Linked DNA regions of Sus scrofa: region 2 is linked to region 1. Evidence: chromatin contacts called from public HiChIP or PLAC-seq data. All regions are on one chromosome and are shown on one strand. Each heading gives the region's core, a stretch centred on a gene start, on an enhancer-like site or on the middle of the called end of the contact. The rest is flanking DNA. Distances are from core to core; before and after follow the strand shown. Region 1 holds the start of KPNB1 (importin subunit beta-1). Region 2 holds the start of TBKBP1 (TANK-binding kinase 1-binding protein 1).

Evidence for each region. HiChIP or PLAC-seq counts read pairs in DNA pulled down with a chosen protein or histone mark.
Region 2: a contact with region 1 is called in an H3K27ac HiChIP or PLAC-seq map of alveolar macrophages. The contact joins the promoter of TBKBP1 here to the promoter of KPNB1 in region 1. A contact is called at or near these places in 1 of 5 promoter capture datasets (liver), 2 of 47 Hi-C or Micro-C datasets (embryonic fibroblasts and epiblast stem cells) and 1 of 2 datasets of contacts at active chromatin or transcription factors (alveolar macrophages).

What each region holds. Positions count from the first base shown.
Region 1 is chr12:23,911,370-23,918,295 of Sscrofa11.1, forward strand. It overlaps KPNB1 (importin subunit beta-1), which reads left to right and starts at 4,414. Exons shown (of 22, transcript XM_003131528.6): 1 at 4,414-4,950; 2 at 5,053-5,111. The coding sequence starts at 4,911.
Region 2 is chr12:23,951,568-23,958,110 of Sscrofa11.1, forward strand. TBKBP1 (TANK-binding kinase 1-binding protein 1) reads left to right here and starts at 1,399. Exons shown (of 10, transcript XM_021067080.1): 1 at 1,399-1,530; 2 at 3,196-3,715; 3 at 4,551-4,673; 4 at 5,131-5,235; 5 at 6,531-6,543. The coding sequence starts at 3,491.

The DNA of each region.
Region 1 (6,926 bases), core at 3,164-5,663:
CAATCCTTCAAGGTTCAGCTCAAAACTCTCCTTGTCTAATAAGAGTCCTCACCAAAGGCCAGGGGAAAAAAAAAAATCTCTCTTCCTCCTCTGAAATTTTAGCTTCATAAGGGTATTTGGTTTGTACATTTCTTTTTTTTTTTTTTTTTTGTCTTTTGTCTTTTGTTGTTGTTGTTGCTATTTCTTGGGCCGCTCCCTCGGCATATGGAGGTTCCCAGGCTAGGGGTTGAATCGGAGCTGTAGCCACCGGCCTACGCCAGAGCCACAGCAACGCGGGATCCGAGCCGCGTCTGCAACCTATACCACAGCTCACGGCAACGCCGGATCCTTAACCCACTGAGCAAGGGCAGGGACCGAACCCGAAACCTCATGGTTCCTAGTCGGATTCGTTAACCACTGCGCCACGACGGGAACTCCTGGTTTGTACATTTCTTATGGACTTGCTCACACAGGGATTTATGTTATACCTGAAATAACATGAGGTGGGTGTACATCTAATAAATTCATGTGGTTGAATAAACAAATTAAAAAGAATGAAGGGACAAATTTGTGCATGACTTGAAACACTGAGGGGGGCAAGCAGGGAACTCTTGGCAGGGGACAGGCTTAGGATAGAGCCGAATACTTATGCAGGAGCAGGGATACGGCTGGCTTGATTGGGCAATGGGACCATGGGTGCTAATGCGGATAACACTGGAAAAAAGGACAAAGTTATAAAGTGCCTTTAACAAAGCTAGACAGTCACTTCCCACGGCCCATAAGCTTTATGTGCTGCATGTGCCCCTCTCAGGTCAGCCAGCTTTGCCCAAGAGGAAAAGGCATCGGGTCATAGTCTGACTGCTTCTCCCCTTGCAGCTGGTCTTCTTACACATAAGCACAAGACTTAGTGAGGGGACTGAGCTATGGAATGCCAGCTGATCTCATCCATTCACGAAGTCACTTGTTTAACAGAGAGCAGTGAGCTTCTCCCAGCACAAGATACTTGCACCAAGCACCTCACAGAAAGGCTCCCATTTATGATCAGACCAACCAATGGCAGAGATTCACCCATTTCACAGATCTAAGAGGTTAAGTAACTTATTCAGGATCAGACAGCAGAAGTGGTAGAGTAGGACTGAAACCCAGTGTCTCTCTTTAATTTCACTTTCTTTTTTCTTTCTTTCTTCTTCTTTTTAGGGCTGCACCCATGGCTGTTCTGTTCCCAGGCTAGAGAAATCAGAACTGCAGCTGCTGGCCTACGCCACTGCAACCCAGGATCTGAGCCACGTCTGTGACCTACAGCACAGCTCACGGCAACACTGGATCCTTAACCCACTGATCGAGGCCAGGGATTAAGCCCGCAACCTTGTAGTTCCTAGTTGGATTCGTTTCCACTGCCACGCAGGGAACTCCTCATATCTGGATTATTGCAATGGCCTCCTAACCAGTCTCCTTGCATCAGCTCTTCCCTCTTTCCAGTCTAATCTCCACATTACGAACACCAACCTTTTTTAAACTTTTGAATAGCTGCCTTTGGTCTTAGAGCACAGACAAAAGCATGCAAGGGTCTCATATGGGTTTTTCCCTTACTCAACACTCTAGCTTGATCCTAACCCCTTGTTCTGTTGCGGGGGTGCTGGCCTTCTTGTGGCTCCTCATAATCCCCAAACTCTCTCCCACCACAGGACCTTTGTACCTGCTCATCCCCCCTTCACCTGAATAACTCTCTTCCCTTTCTCAGGTACACATTTCCTGAGCCCCCAAGCTAGGTCATTCTTTGGCATCTCTCACTTTTACAACTTTACATGTGTTTGTGAGATTGATTAAAGTCTTTCTTCTCTAACAGGCCAAGGATCAAGAACCACTCGCTTAGTACAAAATAGATGCTAAGCAGATAATAGCCTATGTACACATAACATATGCAATACGCCAGGTGTTTGGCACACTTAACATGTATAAAGTCACTAAGACCTCCCAAAAGCTCCATATGAGGCAGGTACAATTATTAGCCCCATTTTACTTATAGTAAATCATACAAGCTAAGAAGTGGAAGAATTGGGTTATGAACTCAGGCAGTCAGTTTCTGGATTCTGAGTGCTAAACACATTACAGCGCCTCAGCAGCAATTGCTGAGAGCAGGACAATGTTGAGTGCTTCTGATAGGGACTAGATAGCACCCTCCTTAGTTCAACTAAAACATCAATTCAGTTGGGTTGTGGTAAGGATCTTAACGTTTGACTGGAACTTTGCTGCAAAACATTTACTTCCCAGCATTTTATTCCAACCACTTTTTTTTTTTTTTTTTTAAGGGCAGCACCTGAGGCATGTGTAAGATCCCAGGCTAGAGGTCGAATTGGAGCTGCAGCTGCCAGCCTACACCACAGCCACATGGGATCTGAGCCGCGTCTGCTACCTACACCACAGCTCACAGGAACACCGGATCCTTAACCCACTGAGTGAGGCCAGGGATCAAAGGTGCATCCTCATGCATGCTGGTCAGGTTCATAACTCGATGAGCCACAGTGCGGACTCCTATTCCAGCTACTTTAAAAATCCACTTGCCATCAATGGTAGTATCATGACTGATGGTGAGCAGAGGAGGTAGCTCAACAAATTGGTAAGAGGACAGGAGAAAGCTGTCTTGGAGTGAAACAGAACTGTGGAGCATTTGTAGTATGGGAAATCCTCATCAAGGCAATTCAGAGATTTTCAAGAATGTCATCTCACTTAAACTTGGTTGATTCGTAATAAAATCACACACAGAGGGCAGTTCTTCCTCAGCTGAAAGGTGAAGCAAAAGGCTGAGGTTTGGAGGACAGCTAAGTCATGGGAAATCAAGCAGGCACAGGACGAGCAAGGAATAGTGTCCCCACACTTGCAGCTTCAGAACTCAGATATTTCTTTTTTTTTTTTTTGGCTTTTTGTTATTTCTTTGGGCCGCTCCCGCGGCATATGGAGGTTCCCAAGCTAGGGGTCTAATCGGAGCTGTAGCCACTGGCCTATGCCAGAGCCACAGCAACGCGGGATCCGAGCCGCGTCTGCAACCTACACCACAGCTCACGGCAACGCCGGATCCTTAACCCACTGAGCAAGGGCAGGGACCGAACCCGCAACCTCATGGTTCCTAGTCGGATTCGTTAACCTCTGCACCACGACGGGAACTCCAGAACTCAGATATTTCTGATAGAGAAAAATGTCTTTTTTTCTTTTCTTTTCTTTCAAGGATTAAAGGTAGCTGGCCAGCCTTTCCTAATTTTTAGTTGGAACTTCACAGCAAGGCCAGAGTTGCTCTTAGGTTTTCCCAGTATGGCTAGAGTAGGGCAATTATTTCAGAAGCTCGAGCTAATGCAGAGAAGAGATCTGTCAGCTAGCTACATTCTATTAACCCTAGGTCAATATGGTGAAAATGTAACCATTCAGCAACTTCTTCACCTGGAGCCCATTCCCAATCTAAAGGGAAGTCCAGAAATTGTATGCACATTTTGCTAAGGAAAGGCTTTCATTAGTTTGTCTCAGGGCTTATAACTAAAAAAAGGCGATCTTTTAGGGCTGTACACACATTTTCTCTGGTACACGGTTGTGCCTTTATAGAAAAGGTACCTTCCAGGGTGAAACATTTCTATTCCTTCAAGTACCCGAGAGCTTATGGATGAGGGTTTAAGGGGAATCCAAGTGTCCACCCCACGTGTTACGTCTCACAACAGCACAGGCCTCAAACTATACATATGTCCAAAGGGACTGCTTTTGCATTCACCCCCTTGGAGGTGCTGCGTGTAAAAGCCACGGTAGTCTGGAGTGCTTGAGTCCAGTCCCAACCAGGCCACTAACTGGCTGAGTAACCTTGGACAAGTCGCATACCCTCTCTGGCCTTCAGTTTCCACATCTGCAAACTGGAAGTTGAACGGCATGGTCTTCAAGGTCCTTCCCAACCAAGAGTCTGGTACCAAGTAGGCCTAGCCATTAAAGCAGCTTCCTGTGGGTGCGGTGCAGTTTTAACGGTCCCCCCTCCCCCGCTCGAGCCCGCGAAACCCTCTTTAACACGCCCCTCCGAGTGACGGCGCTTCCCAACCTCAACCCGGACACGGCTCCGCCCCTTCCCGGGGGCGTCCCATCGTGCCCCGCGCTGGGCTTCTAAAGCAGTGGGGCACCTCCCGCCTTTCCGCGGCCCCGACCCCGAACTCTTCTCCCCAGTTCTCCCGGGTGCCCTATCCTATCAACGTCTAATAGCCCAGCCAATCACGCGGGCCTACAGTCTTACCTTCGGTCCACCCTCCTCTCGGCGCCCAGCCGGCCTGAGCTGAAGGCCTTTACCAGGCCAACCCAATCAGCGGCCGGCTCTGGCCTGCCCCACCCCAACCTCCCTCCCCTCGGCCAATCCACGCGCTCCATCCCACTGCCCGCCCAGCCAACCCGGGCCTTGAAACCAGCCGGCGAATGGGCGCAGGGCGGCCCTTCAATGCTAACCGCCTGGCCAATTGGGGATTCCGCGTGGCCACGGCAGTGGCCAATCGACATGGAGCGCGGTGCCGCCGCGGAGAGGTCCGGCCCGAATATCCCTCCGCCTTCCTCCCTCCCTCTCTCTCCCTCCCTGCGAGCCGCCGTTCACTTACCGCCTCCCTTCCCTTCTTTCTCCCTCCGCCACCCGAGCACCAGCCGCGCTCAAAGCTGCCCCCGGGGTCCCTCCCCCGCCGCCAGAGGAGCAGCTGCTGCCGCCGCCAGCAGCAAATTAGGAGGGAGGAAGGAAGGAAAGGAGGAAGGAAAGGGAGCTGGAGCGACTACCAAGAGGGAGCCAGTGAATGGGATTGTGGTGACCCCCGCCCCCCACCCCACCCTCCCTTCCCACCCGACCCCCAACCCCCATCCCCAGTTGGAGCCGCCGCCCGAGAGGCCGGACAGCAGTCTTAAGAGGAGTCGCCGCCACCACCTCCGCCATGGAGCTGATCACCATCCTCGAGAAGACCGTGTCTCCCGGTAGGACGCGGGGGCCGGGGGTCGGGCTGAGGTGATTGGGTGGGGGGAGGGGAAGCCCTGGCCCCTCTGACCTGTCCCTTTTCCCACTTTCCTTCCCCCCAGATCGGCTGGAACTGGAAGCGGCGCAGAAGTTCCTGGAGCGTGCGGCCGTGGAGAACCTGGTGCGTGCCACCCCGCCGTCCCCCATCCCGCCCGTCTCCCCATCCCCTGCGTGCGGGCCTTCCCGCCCTCCTGGAGGCCCAGGCCTCGGGAACCCACCCCGCCCCATCCCGTCCCCCTCCCCCTCCCCCGGTCCAACCTAACCCCTCCGTCGGGAAGCCGGTGGGTGTGTCCCGCCCCGGGCCCCGGCACCTGGCCAATGGCGCGGCGCGCCGGGGTGACTGCCGCCCAATCGCCGCGCGGCCTGAGGGCGGCGGTGCAGCAGGAGGGAGAAAGAGCGAGGGAAGGGAAGTTAGGTTGCGCGGCGCTGCGTGTTCAGCAAGGGTGGGGGTGGGGGAGCCGGGCCTAGGGGCCATGTGGAAGCTCCGAGCCCCGCTGCCCGTCCAGTTCGGACCCCGGCCTCCTCCTCCTTCCTGTCCTGTGACCCCTATGATTCTCTCCACCTACTTCCCAGAGCCCTACCCATTCCCTTCTCCCTTGGTCTGTGCTCCTGGCCAGGCCTGCACCCAAATCCCTTTTTACCCATTCCGGCAATGTTTTTCCCTTTCTTGACGGGTTATTCCTCTCCAGGGGAATTTTTTCCCCCGGCCCCGATCAATAGAGACTTCATCTGCACCCAGATAACAGGCTGAGGCTTATCCTTGAGATCGGGCCTGTTTCCAGAGGAAATCATAGAGGAAAGTTCCTCGTTTTTCATGGTTTCAAATTTAGGGGGTACAGAAAAAAAATGAGTGTTAAGTCCACTAGAGACTGGACCTCTGTATAAAATCGAGAGATGGATTGACTGAAACAGCCTATGTGCCAGTAATATTTCTCCTTGGATTCCCTCCTCCTGTTGGGGGGTGGGGAGCAAAGAGAACGGTGGATAATACGTCTCTTAAAGGTAATAGGTAATAGATCTAAATAACACTGTAACCAAATGTGTTCTTTTGTGTTATCTAGGCAAGCCAAAAAAAAAAGTGACAAGGCGTTTTTTTATTTTCTACAAACTGCCTTTGAATTGTCTTGGATTTTTTTTTCCCCCTTACACGTTCTGGTTTTTACCATCAACCTTTTTATACTTAGCTTTCCATAGAAAAGATTTTTATCTACTAGCATAGACCCATATTTCCGTTTAATGTGTATTCCTGTTTCTGCTTTTGCTAAAGTAAGACGGCTTTCATCTTATTCCTAGCATTTTATCTTATTCCCATCATTCTTAACATTCTTTAGTGGTACCTAATTAATAAAACTTAAGAATTATCTTCCGCTGTAACTGCAGAACTTGTTAGTGGTAAGAAACTATCTGCTTTTGGTTTTTCCTGTTAGCTTTTCCATTGGAGAGAGCTTTTTGTGGGGAAGAAGAATGTGTGTTAAACATTTTAAACAAAAATAGTAGTTTTGGGGGCCTGTGCAGTACGAAAGATTGACTATTATTTTCAAGAATCCACTGTGTTTGGTGAACAACTGAGAACCAAAACGAATAGTAACCTTTAGTGTTTTAACTGTTGACTAGTAAACATAAAATTATTTTCCTTGACATTTTTATTTTCTCAGTTGCTCCCTATTTCTAAATATTTGTTAGCACATTTTCCTTGTAATTTTTTTTTCATTATTAGTCTCTTGCTGAGACACTATAAAATAGAGACAGCTAGCCTCCTAAGCCTGTGTTTTAAAGTTTTGAAGTACTTTTCTCTCTTCGATAAGATTACCTGCTTCCATGAGATCCCAAGCCCCCCTGAGTATCATTCTTTTTGGGTTAAGATGTTTTTAATCTAAAACAATTTTTTCTACTCTGTTATAACATATTTATGTAACAAAAATAATTTACGGAGTAC
Region 2 (6,543 bases), core at 149-2,648, 37 kb after region 1:
GTTGTCTCGCACGGTTCAGAGAAAGCTGGCATTCTGGACTGTAAAAGGGAGCAGGAGTTAGCAGGAGAGACTAGAAGGGAACCCAGAAGGAGGAGGAGGAAGGGAGCCAAGGAGAATCCCTTTCTTTGAAGAGAAAGAGTACACAGCCCCTGCTGACTCTCCTGGGTGGCAGAGCTCACCTTTCAGTCCAGTCTTCTCCCTGTAGTGGGGCAAGATGGCAGCAGCTGCTGCTCTCAAAGCTCAAAGCAACTAAGAAACCTTTTCTCTTGACCCCTCCAGATGCACCACCCCCCTCCCCAGGATCCAAAAAAGTAGGCTCAGGTTCCCAGCAGCCTGTACCATCTGTCCAGATGGGAGGCTTCGAGCTAAATGCTGAGCCCCCTGCTTAGCCCATACACACCCTGCTTCCAGGGTTGGCTGGTCAGGGGTTAGCCAGAGTCCTCTGATCATTCCCTAACTGCAACCAGGCTGACCATACTTCTGCCCACATTTTTTTTAATCCATCAGAGGATACAGAGGATAACCACTAACACCCCCTAAGGATTCATGGAGCACCTTTATTTCTGATCCCCTTTTCTCTCCCATAGTTGTCCAGGTCAGGAATTATCTCCAATTTAATTCAGAGAGGTTAGGTAACTTGCCCAAGGTCACACAGTGGGAAAGTGGCAAAAACTTGTGACTCCTGCCCAGCAGTTTGGCAGGTGCTCAAATAATCTTTGTGGAAAGGGTGAAATCTGTTGTTTGTTCATTTCGCTGGCCTGTGGGTGCTTCTGTGTGTTGGGGGAGGGGACTGTGTGTGCGACAGAGGAAAGCTGTCCCCCTTCCTAAATGAACCTTAATCCACTTAGTTCATTCTCACTTCCGAAGAAGTTACTGATTTAACTCCAATCACTCCGACTGGACCCTATGGCCAGTGTATTTATTATCAGAGCAATGCCCCCTCCCCCAAGAGCAATGAAGAATCAGTCTAATATTTTTCTTCTCAAAAGAGCAAAGACCAAAACAATCCAAATAAAGAGCCTCCCTTTCCCCCAAAATATACAGCCCCAAAGCAAATCCCAAAGCATCACCTGAGCCCCTGCGCGGTCCACGGACACCCCCACACACTCCGCCACGCCACACTGCGATGGGAGGCGTCGGGGAGGGGGCGCGGAGCGCGGGCCGCTCGGCAGGGAGCCGGTGGGCGCCGGGCGCGCTGCCAGGCCAAACCGCACCGCGGGGGCCGGCCGCCCCTTGCCACGTGGTGGTGGCCGCGGCGGGGTCGGGGGCGCCTTCCCAGCCGGAGAAACCCGGAGCAGCCGGGGAGGAGGAGGAGGCGGCGGCGGCGGCGGCGGCGGCGGCGGAGGAGGAGCGGGGCGGGAGCGAGGGAGGGGGGTTGGGGGGAGGGGTGGGGGGTGGGGAGAGACCCGGCGGCGGCGACAGGGCGAGAGCAGAGCGCGGTGCCAGGGGGGTGGGGGCACCGGTGCCCGTCTGGGGAGGGAGCAGGCGGAGGGGGTAAGCTGCGATTACCAGCAGGAACCAGCAGCAGCTGTAAGTCCCGGCAGGGCAGGGCGGGGGGGAGGGGAGCGGTGCCCAGGGCCGGCCCCGGGGGTCGCGGGGTGGGCAGGAGGAGGGGGCGGGAGGTTGGCCTGCAGTTGGCTCAGGGTGGCAGGGAGGGGAAGGGTCCGGCGTCGGCCGCCCGCAATCCCCCTTTCCCCCCTCTCCGCCGCTCCTCAGGCCGCGCCGCCTCTGGAGCCCCTTCCCCGGCGCGGGGACAGCGGACCGGGGGGCCCGGGGCGAGGCCGGCAGCGGTGGGGGAGGGGGCTGCCTGGTCTCGGCCCCCGAGAGGGGAGGGGCGACAATTTCTGTCCGCCGAGCTAAAGGGGTTTAAAGGGCGGCTCTTAAAGGGGCCGCAGAAGGGGTCCGGGGGCCCCGAGGAGGCACCCCCCTCCCCACCCGCCTGCCGTCGCTCTGGCGCGGGGCCGCTGGGCAGAGGCGAGAATGCGGAGGAAGCAAACGCGGGTCGGGGCAGCCCTGGGGGCAGAACCCCTGCTAGTGGGATTGGGCCCAAGGTGGCGGGCCGCGGGGGTCCGGGGGTGTGGTGAGCGCTGGCGAGCGGAGTTGGGGGAGAGAGGATGGGCCTGGGGAGGAGAGGGTTAAAGGTGGGGCCAGCCCCACAAACACGCGCACACACTCCTCGCTCAGACCCGGTCACAGGCGTTCCCCTGGCACTTCATGAGGGGCGGTGTTGGAGCCTGGGCCTGAACCCTCCCCATCCCAGGCTCCTGCTGCCAGGCTTTGGGGGTCGCAGACCCCACGGCCTCAACTCACACCTCGGGAGCCCCCTCTCCTAACTCGCACACACGCTCCGGCGCGCGCGCACACACCTCGGACATTCCCATAGTGCCTCACGTGACACACGGCCCCGAACGTGCCCACCCTTCACACACGCTCACGCACGCGTGCACACACTCGCACACACAAACACTCACGGCCTCCTGGCCACTTCCCCACTCCATCCGACCCCCACCCGAAGCCCCGCTAAGGCACTCATTGACTGTGACACACCTACACTCATTCACAGACGCACACACTCCCCCCACACATGCCAACCACAGACACACATTCATAAACAGGGCCAGAAGAAGTACACACGCACCCCCTCGCCTACTCTTTCGGGAGCCCTGAGTCATTCCTGCCCCCTCCCAGGGCTCCCCATTTCCCTCTGTGCAGGCACACAGGCCAGGCTTAGGAATTTTTTGTCATTCCTCTTCACCTGTGCCAGGCCCTCTCCCAGAACCCCCTTCCCCACTGGGTTCCCTCAGACACCCCTCGGACACGACACTCAAGCCGAGGCCTTCCTGTGGGTCCCAAGTCAAGGGTGAGGAGGGCCTGGAGGGTTGCCACATACACCACCACCCTGCTTCATGCGAGTGGGGGAGGCACTTCCTTTTCCTGAACTCTGGGATCCTACCGGAGGAAGCTGGGAACTTGGGCGGGGGCCCAGCAGAGGATGTGCTGGTGGGACTGACCCTCCCAGAAGCGCTGGGCCTTCCTTAGGGAGGAGCCAGGGTTGCCAGAGGCCTGACATGAGGAGCTTGGCAGAGAGGTATTTGGGGAAGTGCGGCCTGGGGTGGAGAAGGGGCTGAGGAGTGAGTCTAAGCGGGCCCCAGCTGGGCCCCCTGTGCTGGGAAGGCAACCCTCTCCCGTCCACAGGTCTCCCGCGGTTCCGGAAGGAGCCCTTCCCTGCTCCTGGCCTTGTTTGTCTCTGCTTGTCACTCACCCACTCCTGGTCCCAGCCTCTTCCCCTAAAGGCGACAGAGAAGATGAGGCTTAGCAGCCTGGGAGGGGGCTTTGAGACCCAGGGGCAGGAGCAGGCTGCATCTCAGCTGGCCACAGGGCTCCTCGGGCCAGGACAAGGGCTGTCAGGGACAACCTCTGGGCCACCCTCTCCACCGTTGCTCCTGCTCTCCCAGGAGGCCCAGGGTGGGCTGCTGCCCAGACCCTTGCCATGGAGTCCATGTTTGAGGATGACATCAGCATCCTGACCCAGGAGGCCCTGGGGCCCAGTGAGGTGTGGCTGGATGCCCCTGGAGACCCCTCGCTGGGGGGGGACATGTGCTCCGCCTCCCACTTTGCCCTGATCACAGCCTACGGAGACATCAAGGAGCGGCTGGGGGGCCTGGAGAGGGAGAATGCCACTCTCCGCCGCCGCCTCAAAGTCTACGAGATCAAGGTCAGAACTTGGAGATGACGGGGTCTGGCTGTGTGTGTGATAGGGGAGGGCACTGTTGGGCGGTGGGAACTGGGGATCCAGCAGAGATTCCCAGGATCCAAAAGAGAGGCCAGGGTACGGACCCTTGGGAACTTGAGGGTCCCTCATGAGGGATGTAGCCGCTCTGGAGAGCCCAGCACCAATCAGGAAGGGATTGGGAAGGATCTGCTTTGGATCTTGGGTCTAAAAAAGGTCTGGTTGGGAGTTCCCTTGTGGTGCAGTGGGTTAAGGATCCGGCATTGTCACTGCAGCAACTCAGGTTGCTGCTCTGGCTCGGGATCGATTCCCGGCCCAGGAACTTTCTTATGCTTCGGGTGAGGCCATTAAAAAAACAATAAATTTTTTAAAAACCTTAAAAAGGAAAAATAAAAAAGATCTGGGAGTTCCCATCACGCCTCAGTGGTGATGAATCTGACTAGTATCCATGAGGACATGGGTTTGATTGCTGGCCTCGCTCAGGGGGTTAAGGATCCTGTGTCGCTGTGAGCTGTGGTATAGCTCGCAGACGTAGCCCGGATCTGGTGTGGCTGTGGCAGTGGCAGAGGGCGGCAGCTATGGCTGGGATTTGACCCTTAGCCTGGGAACTTCCATATGCTGCAGGTGCTGCCCTAAAAAGAAAAAAACAAAAAACAAAAACAAAAAAACCTGGTTGGTGGGCAGCGCCTAAAAGGCAGTGGGAATTGGGATGTACAGATCCCACTGGAGTTGGGGGGGGAGAGGCGAGGATGCTGAGGCCGGTCATGGGATGGGAGTGCAGTGAGGCTGAAGCCCTCCTGGGGGCCTGCCTTACCCACAGTACCCGCTGATCAATGACTTTGGCGAGGAGCACGGCTTCTCTCTGTATGAAATCAAGGATGGCTCCCTGCTGGAGGTGGAGAAAGTCAGCCTGCAGCAACGGCTCAACCAATTCCAGCGCGAGGTGAGCCCTCCTTGAGCTCTTTGCTCCAATCACTTTCCACTACCCTCCACCCCACATCCTCTGGCCTTCTGTCGCCTTGATCAGAGATGGCCATGGTCCTCCCTAGAACCAGCTGCGGCTCCTCCTGCCCCTCCACTGGGTGCTGGGAATAGAGGTGGGAGGCACAGGGTGCTGCTCTACCCCCAAGTCAAGATGGGCCTGGGAGTTCCTGTTGTGGCGCAGCGGAAACAAACAGGACAAGTATCCAAGAGGATGTGGGTTCAATCTCTGGCCTCTCTCAGTGAATTAGGGATCCGGCGTTGCCATGAGATGCTGTGGCTGTGGCATAGGCTGGCAGCTGTAGCTCCGATTGGCCCCTTAGCCTGGGAACTTCCACATGCTATGGGTGCGGTCCTAAAAAGAAAAAAAAGACGAGCCTGACTGTGGCTGCACCCCATCCCCTGTGGGCCCCATCCAGTTGCAGAAGAATAAGGAGCAGGAAGAACAGCTCGGGGAGATGATCCAGGCTTACGAGAAGCTCTGCGTGGAGAAGAGTGACCTGGAGACGGAGCTGGGGGAGATGGTGAGGTCCAGAAAACCAGGGCACTTGAGGGGGTGGCCCTGGTTGTGTGATTGTGTGCTTGTGGTATGCGCCTGGCTGTGTCCTTGTGTATGAGTGCCCGTTTGGCCTTGTCAGTGGGGTTGGGTGTGTCATACAGGTTGTGAATGACTCTGTGTACCTCCTGGCCATGTAGTGACAGGAGGTGACTGGGTAAGTGGCCCTGTAGAACATTGTATTTCTGTGTGTTCATTTGGGTCTCACTCTGAGTTGACCCTGTACCTATGGCACTGTGCGGGAAAGCTGTGTAGGTAAGGGCAGAGGTGACCAGAAGTGTTTGTGGCTGCTGGGATGGACCTGGGCCTGGATGTGATCCTGTGTCAGGGTATGGCCGTGCATGTGAGCAGGTGGGCAGGTGTCAGAATCAAGAGACAGCGTCCCTTGCTGACTCCTAGCCATGATTGCTGGGGCAAGTCACTTAGCTTCTGTCCTGCCTCTGAAAAGTGGGGCAAATAATAACAACCTTGGAGTTCCCGTTGTGGCTCAGTAGTTCACGAACCTGACTAGGAACCATGAGGTTGCGAGTTCGATCCCTGGCCTCGCCCAGTGGGTTGGGGATCCGGCGTTGCCGTGAGCTGTGGTGTAGGTCGCAGACATGGCTCGGATCCCACGTTGCTGTGGCTCTGGCTACAGCTCCGATTGGACCCCTAGCCTGGGAACCTCCATATGCCGTGGGTATGGCCCTAGAAAAGACAAAAAGACAGAAGAGAAAAAAAAAAAAAAAAACCCCAGCCTTGCTGAGCTGTTGTGGGCCATTTGTAAATGCTGTGTTTTAACAAACACTTCCACGGCACTGAATGTGTGCCAGGCATGACTGTGGGTCTTGAGATACATTTTCTGAATTTAATCCTCGTAATGACCCCACCTGAGAGGTAGGTGTGGTCGTCCTCATGGTAGAGCTGAGGCAGATGAATCCCAGGGTGGAGCAGCCATGTACGCAGATAGAAGTTATGTGCTCCTGAAGGGGTGGCTGTGCCTGCACAGGGGGCTGAGTGTTCTTGTTAGTGTCTCTGCGTGTTAGTGGCAGAGAAGAGGCATTAACTCTGACCTTGCAAGGGGCAGTAGCCAGAAACATCTGCATTGCAGTTGCTGGGCCAGGAGACCTCGCACTCACGGCCACTTGGAGAGGGGAGTTGGCATGTGTGACCTGGGCCTCTGCTCCATTTAGAGGGGTGATGGATACTCTGACATGGGGAAGCCCTAGGTTGGGGGGGCACACAGCCTGGTGCAGACCCTCACCCCTTTGTCTCCCCACATAGCGGGCTCTGGTGG